Regions from separate parts of the Mus musculus genome. Here region 2 is linked to region 1. The links are chromatin contacts, called in public HiChIP or PLAC-seq maps. All regions are on one chromosome and are shown on one strand. Each heading gives the region's core, a stretch centred on a gene start, on an enhancer-like site or on the middle of the called end of the contact. The rest is flanking DNA. Distances are from core to core; before and after follow the strand shown. Region 1 overlaps Chd7 (chromodomain helicase DNA binding protein 7). Region 2 has its middle 43 kb from the start of Gm46842.

Evidence for each region. HiChIP or PLAC-seq counts read pairs in DNA pulled down with a chosen protein or histone mark.
Region 2: a contact with region 1 is called in an HNF4G HiChIP or PLAC-seq map of pancreatic cancer cells. The contact joins two enhancer-like sites. A contact is called at or near these places in 2 of 115 datasets of contacts at active chromatin or transcription factors (effector CD8 T cells and pancreatic cancer cells).

What each region holds. Positions count from the first base shown.
Region 1 is chr4:8,809,156-8,815,105 of GRCm38.p6, reverse strand. Chd7 (chromodomain helicase DNA binding protein 7) reads right to left here. Exons shown (of 38, transcript NM_001277149.1): 7 at 3,611-3,666. Among named protein-coding and RNA genes, the nearest start is that of Gm46841, 95 kb to the right of the region's middle. Within about 2 kb of position 3,800, at least 108 of the 459 cell types and tissues checked have an H3K27ac peak or open chromatin away from gene starts, as enhancers often do. A contact at or near this core is called in pancreatic cancer cells, where this site is marked.
Region 2 is chr4:8,950,345-8,956,498 of GRCm38.p6, reverse strand. No RefSeq gene overlaps it. Among named protein-coding and RNA genes, the nearest start is that of Gm46842, 43 kb to the right of the region's middle. Within about 2 kb of position 2,073, at least 153 of the 459 cell types and tissues checked have an H3K27ac peak or open chromatin away from gene starts, as enhancers often do. A contact at or near this core is called in pancreatic cancer cells, where this site is marked.

The DNA.
Region 1 (5,950 bases), core at 2,551-5,050:
CTGGTGTTGATTTTCTCATCAACCTTGTGGGATCTGGGGTGCAAGCTCAGGTTGTCAGATTTGCACATGAGTGCTGAGCCATCTCGCCTTTAACATTTATGCTGTAATAAGTTAAAAAAAAAAATGAGAAGACAACAGCACAGTGAACTCAGTCCCTGGCGGCTTCTGGCCCAAGAGAGGATAACCCTCATGCCTAAAGAGCTTACAAACCAATACAATGAGTTATAGGAACATGCGCAAATACATACCCAGAGACGTAGCAAAAGATGGTCATAAAGTTATGAAATGGTGTTCTTACAGTCAAGAGAAAACGTAATAAATGTCACCAAAACTGAGAAGGCAGCACAGCATGCTGGGAAGGCTGAGGACACCTCTGTATGCAGGTATAGTGTTCATCTCTCAACACTAGCATGGGGCTATCATGATGGCTCAGGGGATACAGTGCTTCCTCCCAACCCTACGCAGCTGGAGTTGGTCCTTGGTACCCACGGACTCCACAAAGCTGTCCTCTGATTACTACCACATGCAGTGGCATACGTGCATGTACCCTCACATATGTGCACACAAAACAAACAAACAAATGAAAATGTACGAGATTTTTAAATTACATTATGCCTTCATATAGCAATCCTATTTTTTTTTTTTTTTTTTTTTTAGGAATTCACCCTAATGGTAAATATCCAACAATTTAAAAAATATATAGGCATGCCTGAGAAAAATCACTGTGGCGCTGTCTATCACTACAAAATGTAAGACGCTATTGCTAAGGTCACAGATGTGGAAGAGTGAAGAGATGCACAACAATCATGTAGTGGAAGCCGTAAAAACCAAAAGCAAAAGGCAGCACACACCCCACAAAGACTCATACAGTGATGTCCAGAATAGTACTGAAGGAGGGGGAAGAGCAAAAGGTATAGTAACGCTATACAACCTTGTAAGACAGGGAAACGCATGTGCACCTCTGTGTGCACATACATGCCTACCTATGTGTGCACATACATGCCGACCTATATAGCTGCTACTCGCGTCAGTCAGAAGTGTAAGAAGCAGGTCCGTATTGAATGGTAGGTTACAGCAGAAGGGACACTTCTCACCTGACTATCTGTGTATACAGCTCCGACTTCTGACTCATTGTAATAGTTTCACCAACTTAAAAATGCAAAGGAGATGTCGAAGATAAAATTAAATCGAAAACTGACACTGCTCAACTCAGTGGTGTGTGGGTAAACATAAAGTCATGGAGACCTTGGGACTAAGGGGATTTTGAGTAAGGTATATAACCTCTAACACTGTGAAACTAGGATAAAACATCCTAAACAAAGAAACTGAAACAAAAACTCAGCTAATACTTCTCTTTTTATTTATTTATTTTTTCATTAGGGTTTCTCTGTGTAGCCTTGGCTGTCCTAGAACTCACTCTGTAGATTTGCCTGCTTCCTCCCAAGTGCTGGGACTAAAGGAGTGCACCACCAGCAGCTCAGCTAGGATTTCTTAATTCCTTTTCTATATATTTTAAGGTTGCCAAAACCAAACCAAACCAAACCAAACCAAACCAAACCAAACCAACAACAACAACAACAACCAGATGGTAAGAGCTAAGCTTCATATCATTGAAGAGGGGAATAGCTACCCATTGAAAGGAGAAAGGGCAGAGGGTACCCTGTGGGAGAGTTGGGTGGCACTGTTTTGTTGTTAGGCAAGTGGAGGCATAGGTAGAGGTAAGCACATATATATAACAAACAGCTACATGTGCCTAAAGATCACGTGTACATGTGTTTGCAGGTGTGTATACAATCCTAGCAACGTCTACCAACAGTGACTTCTTGGCAGCCATGAGCAAGATCATGGCCCACATTTGGCTCCTACATTCTCTATCTAATTACTGATCCTACAACTTGCAGACAGAGGACAAGCTGGGAGCACACTCTGACACCAGAGCTCCAAACAGGATAAGGGAAAAGACAGAGCCAGCTTAAAGGGATTCCCACCACTACATCTGTAGTGACGTGAGCAAAATAAATACTACTACCAGAGAGAAGAATTCAAATCTCAATAAAATGAACCCCCCTGACTATGAATTAGCCAGGGCAGAGAATAAAGGCCCAAGTATTCCACCAACTTAGCAAACATTACCATATTTAACAATCTCCAAGTATTTCAGATATAGATTAATCACAATAAAAAAAATCCACCCTACAATTTTTGCAACGTTCTTACAAATCTGAGTTAGCATCAAAACAAGTTAATAAAAACTTCTATTGAAAGCTTAATTTCTCTTTCATCTCCATAATAGTGCACAGGAAACCAGCTTAGTCCTCCCTTAAACTTCTTGTTGCCTGTTTGATAAGTCTTCTGGCTTGGCAGCAGTCCCTGGTACAGGGTCCTACACTGTCTTTGGAGCTTCCCACAGGTGAATGGATGGCAACCCTTGGGTCCCACCCACTCTGTCTCTGATGCCTGTCATCTATTGGTGCAATTACATGTCAATCAACACTTAACCCTCAGTCCTCCATCTGACTTGACACACCCAAGGGAAATCCCCCTGCAACTCATTTAGGTTACCCCCTCTTTGCCTATTCAGCTTCTCTCGTTAAGGATTCCCCACAGGAAATCACCTCATATGAACGATGTGCTTAGACATAAACTCACCATGAGGACACAATACTGATGGCAGCTAACATTTATTGTGCATTTTATTTTATACTGCCAGACTTCATTTCACTGACTCTCACAGTAAGACTGAGAGAGACTTTTTACTTAATGTTTTGCTTACCTCCTCAGAAGAGTGACCCTGTATTTACACAATGCAGACCAAAGGGACAAAAGCAGAGAAACATGGCACTCGGTGGTGACATTTTCCTGGGGCAATGTACTTTCTTAGGCTGTTTTCACAACAACTCCTAAAAATCATCCTTTAAAACCCAGGACTGATTCACCCGGGCTTTACATATGTCTTCTTCAGAGGAGCAAAGCAGAGAGAACAGATCTGTGGTCAGCAAAGGTGTCTGTCCTTAGCTGTGTGTCTGGTTAGGAAGGGCCTCTGTCTTCTTCGGGAGGGTAGTGACCAATCCTGAAAACCACACTGACTTGCCAAAGTGAGCACACAGATCCCATGACACAGCTCAAGGCAGCTGTGTTTCTCCATTCAGATTAAAACTAAACTAAACTAAACTAAACCCACTAAACAAATATTGGAAAGCAATGCACATAAAGCCAGAGCTCACTGCATCAAAGCCCGAGAGCATCCTGGGCCTCGGGGCCTCTGAGGGGCTACAGAGTTCTCATCACAGATGCAGGGAGAGGCGCAACCATGAAGAGCAAGAGCCACTCTTTGGGGGACAGTCAACTTCTACTTTATTTCACTATGATCACATCAGATGTTTCTATCTATGATGAGCTTCTTGCTTATATAAGAAAATTAGTCAACTTCTACACACTAAATATTTTCTAGAAAAGCATGTGCAAAGTACTACAAATAACAAAGTTAGGAGGAAACAGCCTTTCTGAGGCAGCAAAGAAACCATACCAAACTCTCCATGTTCACAATTCTTAAAGAGTCCTGTACTCCAGGTCTACCCTTCCCCGCTGAAAGGAGGAACAATTTACTTACAAGTTTTTGTACTTCACATAAAATTCCTCAACTTCTACCTCCTCGCCAGATTCCTTCTGCAATGAAAGAAGATTGAGGTACACACGTTAAAATCATATACCGACGATTTCAAAGGCAGCCACATACTCCCACAGGGGGACACAATGCCTGAGGTGGCCTGACTGGAAAGAGGAGCGCACAGGAAGCCTGGGCAGCCTGTGCCGTGGGGACTGACGTACTCAGGCACATGCACGCTGCTCCACTCAACGCGCTTGTGATTGTATGGCATGAATCATTTTAACCCCTCCCTAACCACATGCAGCTTCATTCACAACAACCTGACCCCAAGCCTGGCTGGCTGCCAAACCCGCAGTGTTAAGTAGACGCCAAGTGTACCATTTTCTCAGGCAGCAGCCAATTAGCAACTGCTCTCCTGAATGCCATATGTATTATTTTTGGCTGCCTCATGGCAACTTTACATTGTGGGTTTTGTAATGTTTTAAAATATTTAAAAGACATTTATTTCTCCATATAGTTAATAACTCTAAACAAGAAACCATATAAAAGGAAACCTTGCTCTTATGGTGGGACTCGGGGCATCACTACTCATGGTTTGAGTTTTACTCAGTGGAACAATTAAAGTCTTTCAGACAAGATGTCTCACACACATGGCAGCCAAATAAAATTAACACTTCCAATCCCACATTTCGGTGGGTTAAAATTGCGATGCATGTCCGCCGAGTCAAGAGCTTTCGGTGGTCAGAGTGCTTCCAGAAAGTACCGAAGACAACATCAATGCTATGGTTTAGAACCTCTCTTTTCCTTTTGGCTTTTGCTTTTGGAGTGTGAAAGGATTCATAATATGTCATTTTCTTACAATGTTTGAGCAGATAAAGCAAAGATGTAAACCATAAACAGCCTTTACCCACGTGTCAGGAAGTTCTTTTCTGCTCCTACGAGAGCTGGTGAGCTTGCCTGGAGGCTCACACATGGGTGCTGGGTGGTCTCATAGATCTTTGAAGAAAATGAGGGTGAACAGGAACATGGTTGGGGCCAAACAGGAGAGCCAGCGTGGAGGATGACAGAGGGCACATGTCTTATAAGGGCACTCCGGCTGGCTTCCATACATAACACTCAAACCACAGTTAAAGACCTTTTAGAATTCCCTCCAACCTTTTATCAGTTTCAATTAAATGTGCATTTTAAACTGCTTCTCACCAGTGCAAAGCCTAGATATTCTAGAATATGGCCAATACGTACGAACATCTCATTTTACTCTAGTGGGCTTATGAAAGGTCCTAACCATAACACAGCTTTGCTTTTTTTTTTTTTTTTTTTTGAGACAGAGTTTCTCTGTATAGCCCTCCTGTCCTGTCCTGGAACTCACTTTGTAGAGCAGGCCGGCCTCGAACTCAGAAATCCACCTGCCTCTGCCTCCTGAGTGCTGGGATTAAAGGCGTGTGCCATGTCCCCAAGTAAACAAAAATTTTGTTTGCTGTCTTCTGTTTAACTGGCTACACATAAAACATGGCCATGTTCTTCTGTGGAGCTTCAACTCCAGCTGCTAACTACATTTCACGTAAGTGTGCACATGCTTCCCGGAGAGAATGCTGAGTCATGACTCTCTACAAGAATTCACTAAAGACATCTCCTTTGTCCATCCTCCAGCAGCCCACAGTACCAGTGTGCAGAAACTTCCATACTCTGCAGACTCAATGAATGATAGGGTGATAACGCACAGCTTCACATACGCACACACACAAACACTGAGATCACTCCTTGGCCAGCTACTGTCTAACCTGACAGTGCTCTGAGTATTTTCATGAGTTCAATAGACATTTGAAAATGGGTATTCTTTTCCTTCCCCAGGAATGAATGTAAAGGAATCATAACAGGTTACAGGAAACCTGATGTTTTGGCTATATTAACATATTTGTCTCACTGTTCATGTGACCAAGGAGCCAAGCCTAGTTCTCTAACGTGGCCTGAAACAGCCGTTAGCACATGATAACCTGCACCCTCAAGGAAAGAATAGCCTTGCTAAATTAGACAGCTCTTCTACTCAAAACTATACAAATAATGAACAAAAAATGAAAAAGTATACAGAGAAGAATAATAAACTGCTTCTGGTCTAATATATTTCATACTCAAACAGAGATAGTGAGTTACAGAGTACTGAGTGAGAAAATAAAGATATTCTGGAGACTATAGTTAAGACTTTAACTTTATAAAATGTTCTATTTTTTATTGTTATGTTCAATTATCCTGGAATCTAATATAACTCCTTATGGAGAAAACATATGTTAAATAAAGAAAAATAAATGTTAGGGGATAGTATCTCTCCTGTGTATATAGTACACC
Region 2 (6,154 bases), core at 824-3,323, 140 kb before region 1:
AAGCACACATATTACACCATCTTGCCGGGACAGTGCCGCAGGAGGCTGAGGCACACAGGCCTGTAATTGTTTAAATATACAGTCTCCAGCTCTCCAGAGCTTGCTTACCTTGCTCTGAGAAACCATTTGCCAGAAGCAGAGGTGGCTCTGAACAGGCCGGGAGGAATTTGCTCATAAGGGCAGTGATCTGCCTTTGAGAAAACGTGCTTGGAGCCCAGATTTTAGAGAAACGTTTGGATATTCTCCACTGTTGCTCCAGGCCTGCTAACAAGAAAGAATGTGTCAAGCGCGTGTCCAGGGGTCCATAGCAAACATGGTGGTGGAAATAATGACCCTTGCTCTTTTGCCCATTAAAGTGACATCTTTGCCTCCCAAACCCTCCAGACTCTCAGAGAGATAGCACCCTAAAACTCACTTTCTAAACAAACACACACATACACACACACACACACACACACACACACACACACACACCAGGAGTGAAGGATTCCATATTGCCAATTGATCTCTACTTGTCAAGGGGATGACCGTGAGTTTATTAACATTTGCTCTTGAAAATGGCCTGCCTCGCTCCACCCTCACGAGTCCTTTTGGTATAAAGATCTTATCCAAATACACGATTGACCTCTGGGGCTATTTAACGTTTATGTTGTCTCTCTCTCTTACTCCCTGGCCTTGTTTTCTCATAGGTTTGCTCTTTCAAATGTACATAGCATGGATAACATAGGTCATCTGCCTGAAATGTAAATCATGGGCAAACTTTCAGCTGGGATGAGTGGCTGCGAATGTGACTTACAGTGGATACCTGCTCAGTATTCTTGAAGCCATGGTTTCAACCACAAGCACAGAAAAGGGGGCCTGGGGGAACGACATCACATTGTATGCTACAGATAGACACAGCATTTAATGGCTAGTTATGCCTCGATAAAGTTCAATTACTTTATGTGTTTGTTCGATTTTCTCCACCACACTAGGAATGGAAGCCAAGACCTTGAGCGAGCTAGCCAAATGCTCTGCTTCTGAGCCAAGTCCCCAACCCTAGAAAATAAAAATAACTGACATTTCAGTAGAAACTAGGGAAAGAATAAAGAGCTCTGGGTAACTCAAAGAGTTAAGCCATTATATGCACAAATAACAGAGGTCCTGTACAGAGGGGGGCGGGGGGAGAGAACAAGAGCTCCTTGGAAGGAGTCGACTGTAGGTCACACTGTCCTTTCCATTGTCAAGAGCTTGAAAGAGGCTAATAAACCCAGCAGCCTATAGCAAAGGTAATTTATTTTATATTCCCAGTCATCACATGCAATATTTTTGGAAGGGGAAAGCAAATATAATTCAAAAGGAATGATAAACAGTAAAACAATACCTAGTCATGTTTCTACCTTCCAGTTATGAGATCACATGCCTTTCACCTCCCTGCAAGGTGTTTTCTCCATCCTCTTTCTGGTGTCATCATCTTGGGGGTGACTAGCTAAGGACATGGGGTCAGCTTCACTAGCCTGTAGTCAGAGGCCCTTCTGAGGGATGAGAAGTGATGCACACCACCTGAGACAAGCAACTTGCAGGTGTGAGTGTCCACACAGGCACCTCTCAGCTCCACCCCACAGAGAACACACCCCTTGGCTGGGGGCTGCTCCAGGCTCAGGGACTGATTACAATGTACAGCCGAGTCCCTGAGCCCGTGAGTAGCCCGCCCAGCTTCTCCTGGGCTCCAGTGAGAGTCTAGCTGGCTACATTCCTGAGTCACACTTGCTCCATTTTAGGTGGGTGAGGTCACTGGTCTGCAGATGAGGGAACGGTGCAGCTCGTTCATGAGTTGGAAGAGATTACCATATGACCATTCAGTAAACAGACTGGAGTCCCCGGAGGGTTGCAGACAGCTGGGCTCTGCCTCTGGCTGTGAGCAGTGGGAGCCCTGGGACTCCAGAAGCCTGTCCATGCTTTAAGAGGAGCCAAATCTCTGCCTGAGCTCACGTCACACCAAGTCCCGAGTCAGCCAGCTCAGCAGGAAGGAGCTCCTCACAGGAGGAGGACTCGCTGCTCTGTGCAGGTTTGCAATGGACTCTGGGTAAACAAATACCAGCACTTAAAAGAAGGGCGCTCTAAGCCAACACAGCACCAGGCAGGCTGGCCTCATAGTTCTGTGCTGATAGCAGTGGGGCTGCTGGTCAGAAATGCAGCTTAGCCTTCTGCTATTCTTTAAGGTAGAACTGTGACAGGGAAACAAATCCATTTAACAATCAGCAGAAGGGGACCCTAATCAAATGTCTGTGAAACTACAGAATGCCCTCCGAGAGTGGGATCCATCCTGCTTCGGCCTGCCAGGGTCCCACCACCTTCATGATCAATTGGAACATCCTTTCCATGGTCAAGTCAGATTAGCTCCATTCTGCTTCTGCCTCAGGCTTCATCTTCCCTCCCTTCCTTTCTTCCTGAGAACTCTCATTTTTAAGCTATGAGGTAGGACTGTCATGGGACACACTGAGCTGCCTCTACACTGGCGGCATGATCACACAGTAGGTGACAACCAGCAAGGATTACAGAGGAAGTTAGTGTGTATCATGAATGGGAAGAAGCGAGGTACAAAGGCAGACAGCACAAGAAGGACACCCTTAGAATCTCCAGAAACGAAGAATAGAGGGTGAGAGTCATGGTGCTGGAGGCTCTGTGCAGGAGGCTGTCTCCAACAGCCTGTGAGGTAACTTCACAGTGAACCATTTTCACAGGTCAGCACAGAACCTCTTAGAAGTTAAATCGCTTGCCCAAAGATATGGTAAGAATCAAGACGACTGGAACCACACAAGGACCCCCAGCCTAGACGCTGTGTATCCCAGTCACAGTTAAACAGATGCCAAGGCACACAGCGCCTCGGGGCCACTGGGAGTTCTGCATCCTGCCAGCCACTGAAGTGGCTGTGGAGACAGAGACAGGGTAGGAAGAGTAGAAGGCGGGAAGGAACAACATACGCTACCACGATCTGCTGTAGGACTGGCATGACTTAGGTGACCAGGGAATGTGGAAATGACTGGCATACAAAAAAGGCTGGGGTTGTATGGGCCACGTGCTCCGATGGAGGAGCGCCAGCAGCAGCCTGGAAACACAAGTTTATTACACAGAGCTGAGGTCACGGAAATCCTGGAGGAGACTAGCTAGCAGCTCTCTGTAGGAGAGCAGTCTCAGGTTGCAGTCATCCCTGAGGAGGGAGCTCTGGGTGACAGTTTATGCACACAGTGTCAACTCCACACAAGAGGAAGGCCTTGCCATCCCTCTGAGAATGACCCAGGGAAGGCCTTGCCTGAGGCACTGAGAAATTGGCCATGGCTCTGCTCATGGCAATAATACACACTTACTTTGGACTTCATCTGCACCCCACAATGCATAATGGTACGTGAGTATGGATGAGTATCTATGTGTGAGACTTTGCAAATCTCGCTAAAGAATCTGAGCTTGCTTCAGGTCATGGGCAGTCATTTGCTTGCTATGGTTGAATGTGTCCCCCTCGGCCATGAGGGTAACTCAGTGGTGGAGGACTTCTCCAGCCTGTGTGAGGCTCTGACTTCACTCACCAGTACTACAGAAAAGTGAGCACTAGAGCTGGGTAGATAGCTCAGGTAATAAAAGTATTATTTATTGCACTGCACAAAGATGATCACCAGTTCCACCAAAGACCAGGCATGAGGAGCACACTTGCTGGGGGGTCAGGGCAGGAACCTCTATCAATATTGATGCATAAATATGAACATTGGGAACAGGGACTGCTCTCTGTCATTGTCACACACACACACACACACACACACACACACGATACTGTCAGAGACAACAAATGTTTAAGTTATCTTCATTACAATGGCCACTTCAAAATGCATACATATGTCCAAATATCATACATATGTCCAAATAGCAAGACATATTTTGGAGGGTAGTGAAAAACGGTCTTACCTAGTAGTCCAGGCTTCCAAATTATGGCATTCTTCCTGCCTCCCAGTTTAATTAAATTTAAAAGAGAAAACAATACGACGTAATGAAGCACGCAGACAGTGTGACACCACAGTTGTGTTGTTCCCAGAGCTATGCGCCGTACATCAAGATCAAAGGCATTCCCACAGGAAATCACATAATCTACTCAGAACCATCTATCACATTCAAACTATGAATTTCTTGTAAAGTCTATACTCAGCCTCCCCTTTTCTTCCTTTCCATTTTCTTGTGTTAAGGTGGGAGGTTCATACATGTGAGGGTGCATATGTGCACAGGCATGCATGTATGAGTGTGGGTGTACATGGGGAAGCCACAGGTCAACCCCAGGCAACATTCTCAATAGACAGGCACAGTGGAGTTTTGTTTGTTTTCGAGAGTCTCTCACTGGGACCTTGAACTCACCAGTTAGGTTAGGTTGGCTGGTCTATCTAGAGCCCCTGGGATCCACTTGTTTCTGCTTCTCCAGCAGTGAGATTATAAGCGTGCACTACACTGCTCGGCTTTTCACATGGGTGCTGGGAATCAAATGTAGGTCCTTGATTGTGAAGCAAGTGCTATCACAAATAAGTTATCCATTTTAAGAAAACTGCCCACGTTCTCCAGAACATAATGTGTGTCCTAAAGCCCCTTCCTTTTTTTCATTTTCACTTTTATTTATTCTTCTCTCAAACAATGCATCCTGACCCCAGCTTTGTCTCCATCCACCCAGTTCTCCCCGACCTCCCCTCTTCCCCGGATCCACCCTCCCCCCCCCCGTCCACAGCCGAAAAGAGAATGCCTCTCAGGGACATCAACTAAACATGGCGTAACAAGACCAGGCACAAACCCTCATATCAGGGCTGGACGAGGCGACCCAGTAGGAGGAAAGGGGTCCCAAGGGCAGGCAAAGGTGTCAGAGACACTTCCACTCCCACTGTCAGGACCCCCCACACACACACCCAAGAAAACACCAAGCCAACAACCATAACATATGTGCAGAGGACCCAGTGCAGACTAATGTAAGCTCTGCAGTTGCCACTGAAGCCCTTTCTTATTCTAGGCAGTCTTACTGGTTCCTTGGTCCTCCTGCTCTAACTGGAATCAATTGCTTTCCATACCTGTTACACAGCTCACATCCCAAGGCCCTTTGCCCTGTACTCCTGACCAGCCCTTCTGCTCCTCAGATTCCTAAGGACCATGTCTGGTCAGTCCTTTTTGCTCCAGTTTTTTCTACTGTATTTTAGCCTTAATTGTGTTCTTTCTGACCTCTGGAAACACCAGAATTGTCTCCCTCCCCTGCCTCAGATCTTCTCACTGCTTGCTCTATCTATTCTGATCAGGTAGCAACACTCGCTGTCACTGAGCCTAAAGCAACACATTCACCTAAAAATAACTTCAGTACTTTTCGACACAGTTCTCCTGTTTCTTGATATTGTCCTTATTTTTTAAAACGTACATGTTTTTGCCACTGTTGTTTTGCTTGTATCTTACAGTAACAATGCCAGCTCCAAGAGAGCAGTGTATTTCAACCCCTAAGGCACTAAAGGTACACAGAAGTTCCACACACTGCCTCTGTCTCTTCTACACAAGGTTCTTGATTTATGGTAAAGTTGCAGACCTATAAGCACATCACACGTAAGTTGAAACTATCACAAGGCAAAATGCATTTGGTACACCTGACCTACAAAACATCGTAGCTTAACCCAGCTTGCCTTAAATGTGCACAGAACACTGATGGCGATCTACAGGTGGCCAAAATCATCTAACACAAATCCTACTTAGAACAAGGTGTTGGACATCCTAGGTAATTTATTGAAGACTGTGCTGAAAGTAAGAAACGGAATGATTTATGGGCATACTTTCAGTTTGTTATAAGCCAGAAAATCATGAGTCAAACCATTGTAAGCCAAAACCATTGATACATCACCCTCTGACCCAAGAGAAAAGAAGTCAGAATTTAGGATCACCCTTTGAAAGGAGCTATGGGGGTGACATGTTTTAAGAAGGGAAAGGAGCTCTAAGCTAGTGACGTGGTGTTTAAGGACTTGGGAGATGCCTAAGGTAAAACACATGGCCATCACTTAGTTAACGTATTATGTTTGGTTATTTAACTGAGTGAATATGTAAAATAAAGGGGGAAAAGAAATTATTAAATTCTGCTACTGGTTCTATAGAAGCCTAGGTATTTCCAAAACCCCTC